Linked DNA regions of Sus scrofa: region 2 is linked to region 1. Evidence: chromatin contacts called from public HiChIP or PLAC-seq data. All regions are on one chromosome and are shown on one strand. The core of a region is the stretch at or near the end of the contact, and the rest is flanking DNA. Distances in the headings are between cores, read along the strand shown. Region 1 has its middle 16 kb from the start of RNF114. Region 2 has its middle 43 kb from the start of PTPN1.

Region 1 (2,529 bases), core at 10-2,509:
GCTTTTCAGGGCCACATCCGCGGCACATGGAGGTTCCCAGGCTAGGGGTTGAATCGGAGCTGCAAGTGTCAGCCATAGCTACGGCATTGTGGGATTCGAGATGCGTCTGTGACCTACACCGCTACTCACAGCAACACCAGATCACTGACCACTGAGTGAGGCCAGGGATCGAACCCAGATCCTCACGGATACTAGTCGGATTCATTTCCGCTGCACCACAATGGGAATGCCTCAAATCCCTACGTTTTTAATTACTTATGCTATATTTAATACAAATGTAAAGGAGTTCCCACCGTGGCACAATGGGATCAGCAGCATCTTGGGAACAGTGGGTTGCAGGTTCGATCTCTGGCCTGGCACAGTGGGTCAAGGATCTGGCATTGCTGCAGCTGTGGCTTAGGTCGTGACTGCGGCTTGGAACTGATCCTTAGCCTGGGAACTCCATATGCCATGGGGCGGCCAAAAATGACCAATAGTAATAATAATAATAATAATAATAAAACAAATGTGGAAGTATTTTGTCTAGTCATTTTAAGAGTTTGATCACATGCATCTCTGACATTGGAGAAACTGGCATCATCTGAGTAACTGTTAGAGTTATTTCAAGGTCCCAGGCACGTCCTAGTCACATTTCTTTGAGTTGCTTGAGAGCTGGCACTTCCTGTATCTGTGCATGGTGCCAGGAGGTCCTCTGTGAAGTCCAAGGTGCCCATTCCTGAAACATCCCCTCCATCTCCTCATGGAATCTTTCCTTTAATTCAGTGGTCGTGCAGGTCCCAGACCTCGGCGTCCCTCTGGACTCCTCTCCGGCTTTCACACCTCTCCCTCAAGAGCTGCGGAATCAGACAACCTCAGTACCACCGTTACCACTGCACAGCCCCGGGCCGCCGCCACCTCCTGCCCGGAACCTGCAGCAACCGCCCGCCTGGCCTCTGCTTCCTTCTTTCCCCACTGCAGTCCCCTCTCCACGTGCAGGAGAAGGATCCTTTTTAAGCCCAATTACATCAGGAAGGAGAAGTATTTTCCAGATGTCCCACAGCCAGTGGCAGAGTACAAAACTGAAACACGGCCATGACCTCAGATCTCCCATGCGATGGTCTCAGGGCCGCTACTAAGTCATCTAAAGCCTCTTTCATGGAACATGGTCACTTCCTGCCTGACTGGAGCTCCCAACTGCGGGGCGGGGCAGGGTGGGCAAGGTGTCTAATCTCCAGAGAAGACAGGCCCAGAGAGGGCAGCTGGTGAAGTGTCAGAGCTGAGATCCGAGCCAGATGGGGCTCACTCGTGACAGACAAGAACTTCCCCTTAGAAAGAGCAACAGTCTTCCCGAGGCTCCCCAGGCCCAGAGTTCAGCAAGTGGTGGTGAATTCCAGAAAACAGGCATTACAGCTCACTGGTTGGATAAATTATGAAATTTATTTGTATTTCACCTTTTAAAAGCCAGAACATAACAAATGTCGCTATCTGGAAAGTCCTCTTATTAGAAATACATGAAGTGCACTTAATACAAGGAACTCTGTTTCTTGGTACCACCCGTGAGACCACCATCATCAGTTCCCTAAACGAAGGTTTTTGTCCAATTTCCCTCTAAACTTAGACCGAGGTGATCTCAATGCAGGGGCCTCGAAGTGAACTTTCTCCAGAAGTTACAGTGAAGAAACTGACCATAACATTTGGGCCCTCTCAAGCAACAGCAGATTAGAAAAAATTACTTTGCCCCCAAGAGCTGTGTTTTTGCTGGTTCCTAGGCATCTGGCTCTCGGTGGCAGGGACAGAGGGGCCCACAACAGCAGCGCACAGGCCAAAAGCCCCGTCATTTGCAGCCTCAGCCGCTGACCAGAAAAAAAGTGTCCATATTCAGACAAGAGGTCTGGCAGAGAAAAATGAATTGAAACCCAGATGCCTTTTGGTCGATCAGAGGCTCTACTCCTATACATTACAAGCCCTTAGCCTTATATTTACTAATATTCATGAAACATGGTGAACGCCAAGCTTCTTGAGCTGCTTCTATTACCAACTTCTCAGAGGAGGGTCAGGCAGCAGGTGGTGCTCCCAAGACCTCTCTGCTTTCGAAGGCAGGTCTTTACACATCAATTCACGTGTTGTAACCAGTTTTATAAGGAAACCATTTGTGATAGAAAAGCAACACAATTTAATCTAAGTTACCAAATAAAAGATGCAAGAACTAGTATTCATGGGAGCTCACACACTTCTTATTCATTTGAGGACTTCTTTTCATGCTTCCAGGACAAGAACATAAGCAGGCTCCCAAATCGAGAGGCACCATGACTGAGTCATCTGAAAACACTTCACCAGTTTGAAAATCAGAACCAAAAAGCTAGCGCCCTTCCACCTCTTAGCTGACCCTCCTCCTCTCTTACGGATAATTGGAATTTAACTTTCCTAACCTAGAAACACTTATTTTCACTAAAAATACATGGTGACACCTTACCCTAAAAGGCACCATGCAGGCATTTAAGTCTGAACCAGTTAAATCCTAAGGGTGTGCAGGAATGATAGGAAAATCTC
Region 2 (2,529 bases), core at 12-2,511, 440 kb before region 1:
GTATGTGGATCTATTTCTGTGGGGATACATTCCTAGCAGCTGAACTGCCTGGTCACAGGGCAGGTGCGTTTTTAAATTTTAACACTTATTGTCCAAATGCTTTCTAAGGTCATACCTACCAATTGGCATTCAGACCATCAGCTTACGTGAGGGCTGGTTTCCCCACACTCTAGCCGACGCCTACTATGATTTGACTTCTCAATCTTTGCCCTGCTCACTGGGGAAAAAGGTGTTCACGGTGGTTGTATTCTGCAGTCCTTCCTTTTATATTAGGTTGGGGATTTAAAAATATATCTAAAGGCCATTTGTATTATTATTTCTTTTCTGGTAGCAAAGCATTCAGTCCTTTGCCTATCTTTCCATTGGATAATTGTTTCTTTTTTTCCATCTGCAAGAGCTCTTTATATAAGAAGAAATTTAGGTCTTTCTTTCTCATATATGCTACAAGTGTACCTATTTGAACATCCAGGTAAGCCAAACAAAAATGGGATCCTTCTGGGCACAAGGTTTTTGAAGCCTGAGGTTACTTGATGATATATGTGGATCCCATTCCATGTAAGTAAATATGTCTTTATAAAACAAAAATCACTCTGATGGAGTGCCCAGTGTGCCTCAGTGTAACAAACCTGACTAGTGTCCATGAGGACACTGGTTCGATCCCTCCTTGATCAGTGGGGTTAAGGATCTGGCATTGCTGTGAGCTGTAGTGTAGGCTGCAGACGTGGCTTGGATCCTGCGTTGCTGTGGCTGTGGCATAGGCTGGCAGCTACAGCTCCAATTCAACCCCTAGCCTGGGAACTTCCACATGCCACAGGTGCAGCCCTAAAAAGACAAAAAACAAAACCAAAACAAAACCAAAAAATCACTCTGAGTAGTTTGGAAGTTCATCAAATGTAAATGGTTATGGATTTGGATGTACACCAGTGTCAGAGAAGACGATTGTGAAGAGTCCCATGTGCGCTGTCTGTTTTTGTCTGTTACCTAATCTAGTCCTTCAACAACACTGAAGTGACATCATCCCCATTTTATAGGGGAGGAAACTGAGGTCCAGAAAGGTCATAGAATTTGGCTCAAGTCTTCCTGCTGCTCTGTTCAAGAGCTGGGATCCAAACGCCCAAGCCTTTGCTGCCATCTTTCATTACTTTAAATCTCTACCCTGACAACTAGTCTGGAGACTATGGCCCTGGGGTAAGTCCCCAATCTCTCCACCACTACCCAAGGCTGGGGAATTTCACGCAGTTTAGGGATGAGGCCACCAGGAGGCGCTGGGGACACATCCCTTGTTTAACTGGCTGCAGCCTGGAATGGGACGTTGTGACAGTCCAAGGTCTCTAGACATTGCCAAATCTAGACATTGCCAAATGGCCTTGGGTTTAGAACCCCTACTGTGGACCTACAGGGCCCAGGCAGTGACCGAAGTTAGTCCTGCTTAAGGTAAGAATGGCTCACACACACAGAGCCTCACATATAGGAACTTGTATTAACAAGTATTAATACCCTGGGGGTGGGGACCGACACCATCCCTGCCACAGAGATGAGAAAACTGAGGCCCAGAGAAGTTCAGTGACTTGCCCAAGGCCACACAGCCAGTAGGTGGCAGAGCTGGGGCTTGAACCCAAGTTGTCAGGCTCCAGCACCTGTGCCCTTAACCAATGTAATCTACTGTCCCTCAGAAAAGTATGCATTGCTTGGGTTTCAAATCCACAGAAATATTCTCTTGTTCCACAAAGAAATACCTTTTCTCCCAGTTTTCTTTTTATATATTTTCATTTTCCCACTTTTGATGGAAAGTCATGTACAAGAGATTTTTCGTTTTCATTATATTTGTACTGTGAGAAAAACGCCAGCCCCAGTGCCATGATAAACGGCAGCTGAGACTCAACCTCAACATGAGGGATGCACTGGGGAGTGGTGGGGACCGTGGTGTCCCAGACGGCTCAGCCTGGTTAGTCCTGGCACTTTGTTTCCTGTGGGCTGGCCCAATTTTGCAAGAGAAGGCAGAAATCTAGATTACTTATGTGAAATTTCCTAATTTTTACACAATGGCAATTAATTAAAAAGTTAAAAACCCTTGATGTCCAAATAAAACAAGTCTGAAGCCTGATTTGGCCTGAGAACTGCCAGTTTAAGACCTTCCTGAAGGGTGCATTCAAGGTCCAGGAACAAACACTTGAACTCCTAATGCCTCTGCTTTCCATGACCATTTATTTAGTTAATTCTTTTACATGTATAGTCATGCATTCATTCCATGTATGCATTCTACTCACTCACTCACTCATCCATCAATATCATCCATCCACCCACCCATCTATCCATCCATCCATCCTTTCATTCATGCATTTCACTTATCTATCCACTCATCCATTCATCCATCTACCTGTCCATCCTCCATTCATCTATCCATCCATCCATCCTTTCATTCATACATTTCACCCTCCTACATATCTATTCATTCATCCATCTATCTGTCCATCCATCCATCCATCTCTCCATCCATCCATCTCTCCATCCATCCATCCATCCATCCAT

Evidence for each region. HiChIP or PLAC-seq counts read pairs in DNA pulled down with a chosen protein or histone mark.
Region 2: a contact with region 1 is called in an H3K27ac HiChIP or PLAC-seq map of alveolar macrophages. The contact joins two enhancer-like sites. A contact is called at or near these places in 1 of 5 promoter capture datasets (liver), 3 of 47 Hi-C or Micro-C datasets (liver, omental adipose tissue and subcutaneous adipose tissue) and 1 of 2 datasets of contacts at active chromatin or transcription factors (alveolar macrophages).

What each region holds. Positions count from the first base shown.
Region 1 is chr17:51,528,236-51,530,764 of Sscrofa11.1, reverse strand. No RefSeq gene overlaps it. Among named protein-coding and RNA genes, the nearest start is that of RNF114, 16 kb to the right of the region's middle. Within about 2 kb of position 1,259, at least 5 of the 83 cell types and tissues checked have an H3K27ac peak or open chromatin away from gene starts, as enhancers often do. A contact at or near this core is called in alveolar macrophages and liver, where this site is marked.
Region 2 is chr17:51,972,868-51,975,396 of Sscrofa11.1, reverse strand. No RefSeq gene overlaps it. Among named protein-coding and RNA genes, the nearest start is that of PTPN1, 43 kb to the left of the region's middle. Within about 2 kb of position 1,261, at least 14 of the 83 cell types and tissues checked have an H3K27ac peak or open chromatin away from gene starts, as enhancers often do. A contact at or near this core is called in alveolar macrophages and liver, where this site is marked.